Linked DNA regions of Canis lupus: region 2 is linked to region 1. The links are chromatin contacts, called in public Hi-C maps. All regions are on one chromosome and are shown on one strand. The core of a region is the stretch at or near the end of the contact, and the rest is flanking DNA. Distances in the headings are between cores, read along the strand shown.

Region 1 (7,108 bases), core at 1,507-4,006:
CTTCTGGCTGGCAGGAGCTGCCGGGATGTCTTGGCCTGTTGCTCCTCCCACAATCCTATGGCTCTGAACTCTGTTTTGGTTGCTACAACTTTCTCTAGGACTTTCCTGTCTCCCTCTTTCATTTACTGTCAGGCCTCTGGTGATTATACTGGGCCTACCCAGATAACCTTGGGTAACCTCCGCATCTCAAGATCCCTTTACTTAATCACGTCTGCAAATTTCCTCTTAGCGAGGCAGGTGATACCCACAGACCCCAGAGACTAAAGCACAGACCTCTTTGGGGGGCCATTATTCCACCTGCTGCACAGGACACACACACACTGCAGCCTGTTGCCCTGTAGAAAAATGTGTACAGACGTGTGGTGCCTCCCCTGGCACTCCTGTGACATGGCACTGGCGCTACTCCCCAGGACATCCCATGTACCGAGTCCCAAGAGCATTTCACGTGGAGATCTAGAGAAGGCACCAGCTTTGATCCGCGTACAAATATCGTAAAAACCCAATACCCCCTTCACATTGAGGTCACATCCTCTTTCCATGCCTCGCTGGACTGCTGTGCGGCCCCTGAGCGTGGGCCCCACTTGGAGGCCTCTTCTCTCAACAACCCCTCGCATCTGTGGGGCAAGGCGGGGCCACGGGGAACGTTTATTCAATGCAAACGGCCCTGTGAGGTGGATACAGTTTCCATCTTATGCCTCAGGACTCTCCAGCCTCGGAAGTTCGGGAGCTCGATGGAGGACAAAGCTCAAAATTGGCTGCCTGAAGAACCGCAGTCTGCGGGCCCAGCAAGCAGTTCTTCCACTGAGGCGGCGGGAGAGAGCTTCTGGCCAAAGAAGGAGCAAGGTTTGCCCTATCCAGGGAGAAAGCATCCTCAGTTTTCTAGAGCCAGTAACAGTAAGGGTGGTGCAGGCACAGAGCCTGGTTCAAAATGCAGGATGATTTCACACCCGCTGCTGAGGCAGCAACCGATTTCCTCACGTTCAGACCCTCTCTGCAACCAGGACCAGGTCTGGCAACCAAAATCACTGGGGCTCCAAGAAGTCAGGACAGAAAAGAAAAGCTGTATTGTTTCGGGCACATTTTCTTTTCTTTTGTATTTCATGAGGTCACAAATAGTTCTAGGGCTTTTTCCCCCTCGTGGCTTTCTTTTGCAGAGGATATTACAAATGATAGTGATTCCATGACAGGCATTCTTTTTTCCCTAAATGGTTCAGAGAACTCCAGAGGACACAAGGCTATTTTTATTCAGTGGCGCTTGGGAGTCAAAATAGAGGAAGAGCTGTGCACTGGTGTCCTGACAAAGGGAGCAAATGCATTCATGAGCAATCCTGAAAGGATGACACAAGCTAATAGAAAATCAGGGAAATGCAGATGTAATTATACAGAGAATCACAAGACATGGACTTAGAGGTAATTTGGAACAGCATGACTGAGCAGCAGAGGAATATGGAAATTTGTAACTGATAAACAGTAGTAGCTTGCCCGAATTTTGAGAGGTGGTTTGAAAGGTCTAATGGACAAATTACATAAAAGGCATTTAGTGGAGCTTAGCTCTGATGTTAACTGACTTTAATATGTAACTAAATGCTAATTTTGGCCCAATGCATCATTTCATACATTTGATCCATGGAGCTGGAAATATTGATCTTTAGATTGTTGTGGAACAAAGTAATTAGACTTATAAATGGCTTTTAATCTACAAATAATGAGAACCAAATATTTGAAAGTGACACCAACATTGGGGCTTGCAAAAAGTATATAGGTTTCTGTTTGCTGGGATAATTATCCATTTGTGAGAGTTGCATATGCAAGCCAAACCTCCTAATTGATTTACTTAGAAAATTACATTGAGGTCACATTATATTAGCAAGGGAAATGGAAAGCAGAATTAATGACCTTGGTACTATAAGCTAGAGTAAACAAATGTTGCTTCAATTATCTGATTCTTTCAGATGAGACTTTCAGGTTGTAAATCATCTGAATTGCATTGTTACTGAATTTCACTTCGCCAAATTAGACAAAATCTGAAAGAGTAAGGAAGCCCCCTCCTAGAGGACTTGTTGAGGGACTTCAACACAGCTGAATTTGTCAGAATATGTTTTATATACTGGCCAAATATTTGACCAGCTCCTTAACTTTCCAGTTTTGTAAAAATGTAATTATAACAATAGAATTATACTGGGAGTATAATTCAAAAGAAAGTTACTTTGGACCTGGGATAATTTACTTTTATTTTTCAAAGGGTTTGTGTTTGAGATGCCTGAAAATTTTAAAGCCATGTGGGAATTAAGAGCTATTTAACCTAGTGATATCTATTCACCTATTCACCAGCCAACAGTGCTTTTGCTGGGCTACCTGCCTATGAATTTATAGGTAATTTCCCCAACTTCAGACAGGAAAAAAGTTTTCCAGGAGGGGAAAAGCCTTCAGCTTTTGTTATTAGTTTTTTAAGTACAATTTCTAGGCCTTGTCCTAGATATTCTGATTGAGCAGTTTTGTCCGTGGGACTCTGAAATGTGTATTTTTGACAAAACATCCCAGGCAATTCTTTGATCTAACTATTTGTGGAAACCACTGATGCTAGTCCAACCTCTTGAGTCTTTGGAGATGCAGAATCTGAAGGCTGCCTTGTTCAGAGTCAGATGAGGGAGGAGAATCTGAGCTCCCTAAGGCCTAGTCCCTTGCAGTTCCTTCACCAAGCAGGGCCACTGGTGACATTCCTTCCATCCCCCGTGAATGTGAATTCAGAGTGAAAGGAGTGTGAGGAGGTGCTCAGCTCTGCATCACAGGCAGAGGGGAGGATGGCTGGCACTAGGGTTGATTGTTAATTTGCCCCATTTCCTTCTTTGGGAAATCTTAAAGAAAAAAGTTTCATGGGCTTATACTTTAATAAATGAAATCCTGGTTGAAAATTGGAGAATGGGTTAGATAATATCTCAATGGTATCTCTTCAAGCCCTGAACATTCTATGCGCCTGCAATTTAGTCACAAAAGGAACCCATTTGCTGTTTCACTTTCTTCTGTTAAGATGCTTTTCCCAGAAGCTTCCACAAATGGACAAACCTTACTTTCCATCACCTTATTTCTACGTAGCTTTTCTTCTCTGAAAGGATAACTACACTGTAAACACTTATATATGCAAAACCCATCCCTCCCTGCCTTTGACACTTAACACTTTCAGATCAAATCTACAGATAGCCTAAGTGGCTGGGCTTGCAGCTGGTTTAGCATAAATACAACAGCACCACCTTGTGTTGCATTCCTGAGAGAATATACCTCTAGAAGGACAAAAGCTTGGGTGAGGAGAGGTGCCTCAGGATACAGCAGCCAGGCCTCCCATTTGTACTATTGAAAGCAATTATGGTTTCTAGTTCTTGTAGGAATTACCAGCCTACAATTTTCTCCTATAAAATTTACGTATATTATTATATGTACTAAATCTACATGTAAATCTAATATAGAATTGTTTTCTATATAAATATATATCCTATAATATTTATTACATATTTTAAGATACATGTATTAATAAAAGCCTAGACAAGCACAATGTTTTAGCAAATATTTTAGAGGGAAAAGTTACAGTCAACTTTAATTTCAACATACTTGAAGGTAAAGGCACATTTAAAGCTGTTGAGATGCCTCGTTCTCTTTCTGACACTTTTTTTCCCTAAAGATTTACCCATATTTGGAGAATTAGTTCTTAAAGAATACATTTGTCTGCTAAGTGGAGAAAAAGGTTTTCCACAACACCTCTCTTGCAATAATTCTATGATGGATAATATGAATAAAATAGTGCTCTTGTAGGTAAAATCTTTATTTCCCAAATAGCCCTGTAGAGTGTTATTCACATTTAATTTTCTCTATGGGGCGAGCTGAGAAATTAATACATGGATATCAGCTTGGGGTTAAAGGACTATATTTCTAAGACACCAAAATAGAAATATTGCCCAACCAAAACATGCCAGTTTTGTCTAATTTTTTTCACCAGGAACAACACAATTAAGGAAAACTGTTTTCAATTCAGTTTGAAATGTCAAGATCAGTATAACAAATTAGCAATTCTCTGTCCATGAAGTCATCTGGAAAATTGAGTCTGAGGTCTTACAACCTACACATGATTACAGAATGGAAAGTTAGAGGACTGGAAGAGAGCAAACTTCAGAGCCTTTTCTGGAACAAGCTGCGCAGAAAGCCCTGCAGGAGGCTCAATCATGTTGCTTTGCAGTTGTTAAGAGGAGGATTCTGTTCTGTCTTCTGTTTGTTTGCCATCATTGATCCAGTCTTGTGGACTTTTACTGTGCTAATAACTTTGAATAAGACTGGCACAAAGAAGAAGGGAAGACATCTTCCTTCATTAGCCATGTTGTTTCCAGTGAAAAGATCACACAAGTGGCATTATCTGGTTGGAAGATATTTCTGTTTTTTAGATAAAACTTGTTTATATTGCATACTCCAATTAAATCACAATCTGATTTATAAAAATAGTGAATTTGTGGTTCTGACGGGCACACTATAATTTTAAACACACATGTAATGGGAGTATCAATCAGAAAGTTGGTGGGCATCCAGCAAATGTGATGAATGCACAAACATGATGAAAATGTTCATCCTCCCTTCAAGCCAAGCCACCCTCAGAAAACTCCAAGAGCTAGTCATTGGTTTACCAAAAACAATCTCTTGACTTGTCTTCCTAATCACTGCTAGTTCTCTGCACAAAGAAAGGTTCTACTCCTTTTCCTAGCCTTTCGTTCAGAGTGGCTCCCATACCTAGAACAGAAAGACAACTTCACACTACCATCCACTAGACCTTCACTGGAATTTTCTCTCATTCAAGTGCCTGCCCTATCTAGCTGAGAATTACTTCACATGCCCCCACAGAATCTGAATACAGTCAGCTCTAAGTATTCATAAGAAATTCTCCATCTCATCTGCTATATGCAGAAAGCAGGCTTATATCTCTATTCCCAGTCAGTGTGGCTCAGTCAGGTCAAACACATTCTATTTTTTATTTTTTTAATATTTATTTATTTATTAGAGAGAGAGCCCGCACGAACAGGAGGGGCAGTAGGAAAGGGAGAAAGAATCCCAAGCAGACTCTGCTGAGCACAGAGCCCAACGCCAGGCTTGATCTCATGACCCTGAGATCATGACCTGAGTCAAAAACCAAGAGTCAGATACTTAACCAACTGTGCCACCCAAGCACCCTGCTCAAACATGTTTTAAATTAATTCAAGTAAAACGCTAGTAGAAAAGGAAATCTTTTTAAAAATCCTGTAATGTATTCTAAAGAGAATTTTTTATTTAGTCGTTACTTGAATTACATTAATTTTGCCTTTTAGCAAAATATACATATTTTGCCAATAGCTATTTTATTCTTATCCAGATACATCTTGAAAAAAATTTTTATTCGTCTAATTTGGTTCCTGAGGAGATTTTGACTTAATTTCTAGGATCTCTTAATTTTATACTGCCAGTTACATGGCTTCTCACTCAGGGGACAAGAAATTGCTGTTGATAATGGGATAATAATAATTTCCTAGACTGGTGGACTAATTTCAGAAACCATTGGTATTTATTAACTGGACGGTATATTAATTTGCTCAGGCTGTTGTAACAAAATACCACCCACAGAATTGCTTAAACAACAGAAATTTAGGGGGCACCTGGGTGGCTCAGTGGTTGAGCATCTGCCTTTGGCTCAGGTTGTGATCCCAGGGTCCTGGGATCGAGTTTCCCATCAGGTTCCCTATATGAAGCCTGCTTCTCCCTCTGCCTATATCTCTGCCTCTCTCTGTGTGTCTCTCATGTGAATGAATAAAAATCTTAAAAAAAAAAAAAAAAAGCAACAACAACTGAGATGTATTTTCTCACAGTTCTGGAGGCTGGGAGTCCAAGATCAGGGTGCCGGCAGAACTGGTTTCTTGTGATGCCTTTCTTCCTGGCTTACAGATGACCACCTTGTCACTGTGTCCTCACATGGCCTTTTATCTGTGTGCACTTGGAAGGAGAGGGCACTCTGGTGTCCCTTTCTCTTCTTGTAAGACCACCAGTCCCACTGTATTAGGGCTTCAACATATGAATTTTAGGGGGGCACAATTCAACCCTTAACATTTCTTTCTCTGGCCCCCCAAAATTTGTGTTCTTTTTGTATACAAAACACATTCATCTCCTGCCCAAAACCCACAAAATCTTAACTCATTCTAGCATCAAGTCTTATCTAAATAACATCTAAATCAGGTATCAGTGAAACTTGAGGCAAAATTTCTCTCCAGCTGTGAACCCGTGGAACCAGATAAGTTATGCTCTTCCAAAATACAGCGGTAGGAGAGGCACAGGATAGGTATTCCTATTCCAAAAGGGAGAAATCGGAAACAAGAAAGAGGTGATGGGTCCCAAGCAAGTCCAAAGCTTAGCAAGACAAATTCTGGTAATCTTAAGGCTTGAAAATAATCCTCTTTGGCTCAATGCTCTTCCTACATGTAGGCCCATTAGACCAATGATGATGTAGCACTCAGACAATTTTTAGAATATAGCAGATTCCTAAGACTCACCACATTTCCCTTTCTTTCTTTCTTTCTTTCTTTCTTTCTTTCTTTCTTTCTTTCTTCTTTTTTTTTTTAAAGATTTTTATTTATTTATTTATTCATGAAAGGCACAGAGAGAGAAAGGCAGAGACATAGGCAGAGGGAGAAGCAGGCTCCAGGCAGGGAGCCTGATGTGGGACTCAATCCTGAGACCACGGATCATGCCCTGAGCCAGGGGCAGGTGCTCAACTGCTGAGCCACCCAGGTATCCCTCCTTTCTTACTGTTATAGAGAGAAAGAACATGATTTCCTTTCACCTATAATCTTTAATTCTATAAACTAAAGACCTGTATTTACATTAAAATAGTTCAAATGTGGATTTTGGTAAAGAGTTCAGCGTCAGCTTGTTGACCTCTAATTTTGATGAAGAACGCATCGCTCAGTCAGTAGTGAGCTTGACTTCAGTAACTATTACATAGATGTTCAATTTAACCGGAGGCTGGAACTCTAACAATAAATCCATGCAAATCAAGGAGATGGTAGCAGAGCCTTAAATTTTCTATAGTTTCACTAGTGAACGAATA
Region 2 (7,108 bases), core at 3,167-5,666, 160 kb before region 1:
GAAACAGTGCTGCCATGTGCACAAATCCCTGAAACCTATATAAATAATTTTATACATAATGATAGGATCTATCAGGTATCAGCTACTTTACAAATAGTATCTTTCTTTAAACCCACCAATCACCCTGAAAAGTAGACATCTTGTTTTTCAAATCAGGCAACTAAGGCTTAGTAAATTTAAATAACGTAATCCTCCATCAAGAAGTGGGGAATCTGGGATTAAGTCCTGCCTATTCTAACCTTTCTATATAGCACACCCATGAGCTGGTGGGCAATGTTTTATATAATCAGTGCTTGAAATTACATAAGAAATCAAATCCACTTTCTGTCTGGGGAGTATATATCTCTTCATTGATATCTATAAAAATAAAGGGATGCATTTCTTCCTGGCTGATTGGAACACATGTTTGTATTTTAAGAATACCAAAGATGACAGACTAAATTTATAGCTACAGTGATAGTAGTGCTTGGTTTGAGTGAAAAGAGAACTACCTTGGGACCCTCAGCAGATGGAGCAGAGGTCAGAAGACACAGGGAGGCAAAGTCTAAAGAAAACTTAAGGGTATTTCCTAAGAGCCCTTCTGTGGCAAGGTGGTATCACTTCTGTGAGGCCCTAGAGACACCACCTCCAGAAGCAAGACAGAAAGCCATTGGTGTGTCTCCTGGATTGTTTCTGATGTTTGGGAATAAGAAATGGTAACACTGACACGGAAAAGGAATACTCTTTATTGGCATCATTGAGACGTTAAGAGGACCTTCCATTTCTGCCAATGATGGACTTTTCTTTTCTCTCTCTTTTTTTTTAATCAGATCATCCTCTTAATTGAAGAACTAGAAAAGTTGAATAAAAATACAAAAAGGATCTTTTTGATAATTTTGAGAGGACAAGTTCCTGGAGAGGTGGGGAGAAGTCTGCCCATATTCAACTGTTTTTCCCTTTGACTTATTTGCCAATTTGAAAGCTGTTCCTGAGGCTGGGAAAGTCACTCAGAACATGGCAGATTAGCTAAGAAGGAGAGAAACCAAGAATAGCTTTCGGGAATCCCATGGTTCTCAGAAAATAAAAACTAGTGTTCAAGGACAACTAATGAGGAACGGCCTTTGAAAATACTTCAGGCTTTTTGTTGAGACACAGAAAAGGGCCATCGTTGTAATAAGAAGGGACCTGAAGTAGACCAGACCTAACAGACTGAATACCATACAGCCTGAATACCCCTGGCCTACCTTTTTGACACAAGTAAAAGTAAAATCGTTTATGGAAGTAAAAAAGATTGCTCAGAGTCTAATTTTTTTCATAAACAAAGACAGCATTCCATTAAGAATTTCTGGGCACACCAAGAAACCGGAATAAGAAAAAGACAATAGAAATAAGATCCACAGGTGATCTAAATATTGGAGTTATTAGGCACACACTCAGGATTTCACTAGAGAAGTAGAATCTGTAAGAATCAAATGAAAATTCTAGAACTGAAAAATACAATGACTCAAAACTGGAAATTAAAATTTAAACAATACATTTAAAAAAAATAAAAAGCATGAAATACTTAGGAAAAAACTTAACGATGTATGTGCAAGACTTGTATGCTGAAAATTACATAGAGAAATTAAAAGACCAAGACAAATGGAAAGATATGCCATAATTATAGACTGGAAAATTCAATACTGTTAAGATGTCAATTCTCCCCAAAGTGATCAGCAGATTCAACAATCCCAATCAAAATCACAGCAGGCTTTTTCAGAAACTGAAATGCCAATTCTAAGATATATATTACAATACAAAAGAATTAGAATGACCGAAACAATTCTGAGAAAAAAGGTCGTTGGATAAGTTGGCATAAGGACAGACATATATTTACCAATAGAACTGAAGAGGTATTAAAAAAAATCAGACAAAGGTGTCAAAGTGATTCAATGGGGAAAAGGATAATCCTTTCAACAAATGCTGCTGGAATAACTGGATTCTCATTTTGAAAAATATGAATATCAACTCCTACTGTTATACCATACAGAGGAATTAACCGGCAATGGATAACAGGCTTAAATGTAATAAATTGTGAATACTTAAAAGATAATAGGATTTTATTTGCAACTTTATGCTAATGAACTTTAATATTTAGATAATATGTACAAATTCCTAGAAATATACAACTTACAAAAACTGGTCTTCCAAACATATTATTAAGAAAATGAAAAGGCAGGCCACAAACTGGTAGCAAAATATTCACAACACACACTTTGACATAAAAGGTGTTCAAAGGGAAAGGAAAACAGAGGTATTATAGGGTGCAAAGTTGGTTATACAAGATGAGTAAGTTCTAGAGATTTATTGTACAGCACAGTGCCAATATGTAATATATTACATGCTTAAACATTTGCTAAGACAACAGATCTTACGTGAAGTGCTTTCACCACAAAATAACAAAATAAATAATATACATGATATATAAACAATTCCTACAACTCAATTATAAGAAAAGCTCCATTTTAAAAACGGGCAAAAGTTTTAAATACACTTCACAAAAATAAAATTAACACCTATACCCACTCAAATGGCTAAAACTAAAAACTAACAGTATCATGTTTGCATTCGATAGAAAGACCTAGGATCCTTTAAAAGTAGATGGAAGATATTTAAAAAGTACAGGTGTGGGCAGAGTAGATGCTAAAAAAAGAATTCTTGGCTTAGACTCACAATTTCATTTTTTAATAAAGTATGAAGCAGAGTAATTGGTTGAAGAGACAGTTGGTAATTTGAGAAAGGAAGAATAATGAAATATTTGGTTTCCAGAAAACAGTCAAGTCACTAGAGAAAAGGAGCTGGATGACTGGACAATATGGAGAGCCCATTTAGGTGTGAGATCATTATTAGCTCATCCAATCGTCAAGCTCTTGGGCGCAAGCACAGAAAACTTAAGTGCGTGATTTCTCCATGAGCCAGGTTTGCCAGGCAAGCACAGTGAGGGACAAGAGTTGAGGTATATTCAGACAAGTGATTTAAATGCCTCTAGTTGTGAATATAAATAAAATAAACGGATACATTTTTTAAACTATGGAGAACTATGTTAGTGTAAGTTACTAGTATATAATGGTGGCAAAATGAAGGAGTCTTTCAATCATATGCAGTTATTTCCAAAACGGAAACCTCTAATAAAGAACTTATTCCTCATTCTACCACTCAGGTTGAGATCTAACACTGTTCTGTCTTCCGAATCAGCCTCTTCCCACATCTATCACACCTTTGACTCTTGCCCCTTCACGTTTTCTAATACCTATCACTATGGTTCCCCCCCCCCCCCGCCCTTTTTACATTTTCCTGAATGTCTTGCCTCCTACTTGTCCTCGTTCTAGTCAGTCTAATGATACTGCAATATTGCCCACACTCAAGCCACGGCAGCTTTCTTTACACCTACTACCAAGACCACCCAAAAGGTTTAATCAAGAAACTAAAACGTCCTCATTCAGCCGTTAGAGGCGATCTAACTTCCTTGCATCCCCCAGTCCACCTGCTTCTCTTAGTCTATCCACTTAAGTCTCTATTACTTCCGCTCTGCATCTCTCAAGTACTCAATTCTTATGGTAGGCCACAGGACAGGAGGAGCTCTGAAACACAGGGATAAGTGTTTACCAGAGCTGAACAAATTCCTTGGGAGAACCAAGCACCTTGCAGCTGACACTTCTGGAGTTACAATCTAAAATTAAAACAGGACGGATACAGATTTGCTTCTGCGACATTCGTTGTTTCCCTGCTGCTGCAGCTAAAAACAAAACAGAGCACTCCTCACTAGTCACTACGGCCCATCCATCCATCCAAGTGGTTTGCCTCTACTTGGCAAAAATGGAGAAGGGGCAGACTCCTCCTTTGGCATGCTGTGTGCCCGCAGCCTTCCTGAAGCTCGCAAAGTGTGATGAGGACCAGGACTATACCACCAAAAAGCACAATATAAAATGTTTACACGGACAAAAACAGAAAAATTAAGTCGACTGAACTCCTTCAATTCTTGAAAAGCACTATTAAAAAAGCGAAAGCACGCTTCCTTAAATAACTGTGTCGGGTTCCGCAGAACAATTTGCCTGCGCTCCCTTGTGACATCCCTACCGCCTAATGATTGACGCTCAAAGAAGCAGAGTGGGTGGAATCAGGCCGGTCCAGAGATTTAGAGGGAAAAGCTGGGTCCGTACCAGCACTGGGACCGCGCCCACCAAACATTTGGATCGCTTTAGAGTCAAGAGGAAAATACAGCTCGAGTTTTTACCTCATGTACCCTTAACTTTCCACAATGACTTCCAGAAGCCTGACTCACAGCTAGAAACCCAAACCCTGTGGGCGGGAGAGGGGGGGGGGGGGGGGAAACCACACAAAACAAAAAAACGACTACGTCACCACTTCCGCCTCGCAAGGCCAGCAAACGTACAAAGATGGAGAAAGACGCACACGCCGACGGCGACTACGTCCCCAAAGTGCGCAGGCGCCTGGCGAGGCCCCGCCCCCCACGCTCTCCACCGCCCCCCAGCCCCGCGCTCCCGCCGTGAAGAGGCGCGCGCACGCAGGGCCGGCCCTGCTGGTACCGCCTGGGGCTTCCGCCCCGAGGCCCGACGGGCGCCGTTCGGTTCCGGTCCTAGCCCCGCCCCCGCGCGGGAACTCTCCAGAAGGCTTAATATCCGGGACCAGCGGCTGGCGCCAGCGCGCATTTCCGGCGAGGGACACGAAGAGAAGGATCCGGTGACGCCTCTTTCCGCCCCCGTGGTCGCCCAGGCTGCGGCTCTCGGTGCGGCAGCGCCATCTGGTGCCGCGTCTCCCACCGCCCGAGAAGGGGCGCGCGCACTTTTCTCTCGGAACCTTCCAGAGAAACCTCGGCCCTTGCGGTTTTTTCTCGCCCCCCCTCCCCCCCCCCGGGAAGGGAGGCCCCCGCGCCCCCGCCCCGCCCCGCCGGGTCCCCCGCACACTTCCCGGGACGTTGAAGAGGGGTCTGTGTGGGGGAGTCGCTGTGTGTTCCCAATCCCAAAATGGAGAGGAAATGGATTTCTTTCTCTAGAGTTAAGCCCAGAAAAAACGTGTCCCTGTGTTTATGTTTCCACTGCCTTGTTCCCGAGCTGCTCCAGTCCCGCCCCGTGAGTGTCCCCGTCTGTCAGGAGCGGAGCACTTCCCCTTGCTCGGACGGTCGCACAGACTTGGCGGCTTAGCTTGTCCTCTGATAGAAAAGCTTTTGTTTCTTGTCACGCTTTAAGGCCGTGGCGGGCGCTGGGCGCTGGGCGGGCGCTGGGCGTGTTGGGAGCCCATCGGGAAGCGTAGGACTTAGTGGGAATTTTGCTTTAAAAAAAGGCCAGAATTACTAAATTCTGCTGAAACTGTTACACTGTATGTTAACTAGATTTTAAATAAAAGCCTGAAACATTTAAAAAAACAAAGAGGCTAAGGACATTTCCCAGACAAAGCCTCAGAAATGCTCAGGCTGAATTTGGGTTTGTGGGCACGGCACATTTCTTTTAGATAGCCAGAGGAAACGTAATTTCCCCGAAGTCTGCAAAATCGAGGTGAATTCTTCCCTGATACTGAATTCTTAGTGACAACCTAGGTTTCCCTGGAAGCTTGTAGGCCTGACGACACCGTTAGGTAGCAAGCATGAGATTGTGTTTTATTGGAATGACGTTTTAACTGAATATCGGTGTGTATAGTGAAAGCGAGATACGTTTCCTTCAGAATTTGTACATTAGCGTCTGTTCATTTCTTCTATAGCAGTGATTCTTAAAGTTGAGCTTGCCTCACAAGTCCCCGAAAGGCTTCTTAAAACACATTGGCCTTAAAACCCGGAGTTTCTACTGGGAAGGACCCGGGGGGTAGAGCTGGATAATAATAGCTTTGAAAAAATTCTCCCCTGACATTTAAGCTGTTGGCACTAGACGCACACCTGGAAGAATTTAGAGCTCAGGATTGCTTTGTCATTAATGCTCTTCGCTATTACAGGAGAGAGAGTGATGAAACTAGAACTGGAAAAATGTATAGGCCTTTGGCCCCTTTGCTGGAAAGTATTAAGCCCTAGAACCGGGAAAGCTGTACGTAAGTGAATATTGCCCACATTAAAGTGACTACTACATGTAAATGTTCTGTATATATATGATCATGTGATAGAGGGTGCTGTAATACCAGGTATACTAAAATTTCAGTCATTCTGCAGTAATTTCCATCCTTCTCATTAGCTGCTAAAAGTAAGTAATGAGAAATTACTGAAATTAAGGACAAAGTGGTTTCAACAAACATTCTAATTTTATTCTCTGGAAGATGCCAGGCTTTTTCGAAGTCCTTTTGCATCTCCCCAAGATCCGTTATCCACCCCATTTCACCACACCGTGCCATTCACAAAGGGACACAATGCTTTCATTGGTAAAAATGGCTTACCTAACCTTTCTTCAGGCCTTTTCCATTTAATTCTTGTCATATCCTAACTCTGCCACTGCATTAGATGCTGACATAGTATAGTGCACCACACTTGCTCCTAAGTGAAATACAAATTGTTAGATTTGTTATGTTCATAGCTGAAATTATTTCTAAATTCAGATAAAAGTTTAGAATGTTTGCTGTGGTGTGATTGCCTTTACTAAAAAAAAGCTGATACATCTTTGATTTGTAAATTCACACATCTAAAGATCAACAAAAAACATTGAAATGTTTTGCAGTAATTTTGTAAGGTTTTTATGAATCAAAAACAATTTTAATATCACTGAAGTGATTAAAGGAATGAATTCGTTATATGCTTTGAGAAATCAATTCATACTAAAATGTATCAAAACTTACATCAGATCAATGAAATTGTACTTTATATGTTTTTATGAAATCAGATATTAATCACACATGCTTATTTTCTTTCTGTATATTTTAGGTCCATACACTCACTACATTGTCTATTTTGAGCTCTATGTCAGACACTGGGTTCCCTAAATCAGTCTTGTAATAAAGCAAATTCATGGGCTTTGAGAGCTCCCTTCATGGAAAAATGCAAGACTCATTTTTTATACTTATATATGAATGAAGCCAATTTCATAGATGGATTTTTACTGGCAACTAAGTGCTTCTTAGTAGTAACCTGCTGAATGAGTTATTAAGGCTTATTACT

The links. Hi-C and Micro-C count contacts between places; a contact is called where the count stands out from the background.
Region 2: a contact with region 1 is called in a Hi-C map of skin fibroblasts, with 3 times the contacts expected there. The contact joins the promoter of LOC111092485 here to the enhancer-like site in region 1. A contact is called at or near these places in 3 of 9 Hi-C or Micro-C datasets (amygdala, liver and skin fibroblasts).

Annotation. Positions count from the first base shown.
Region 1 is chr25:6,628,524-6,635,631 of UU_Cfam_GSD_1.0, reverse strand. No RefSeq gene overlaps it. Among named protein-coding and RNA genes, the nearest start is that of RFC3, 81 kb to the right of the region's middle. Within about 2 kb of position 2,756, at least 3 of the 20 cell types and tissues checked have an H3K27ac peak or open chromatin away from gene starts, as enhancers often do.
Region 2 is chr25:6,785,649-6,792,756 of UU_Cfam_GSD_1.0, reverse strand. It overlaps LOC111092485, which reads left to right and starts at 4,416. Exons shown (of 4, transcript XM_038574486.1): 1 at 4,416-4,457; 2 at 4,534-4,765; 3 at 5,962-6,054. The coding sequence starts at 4,416.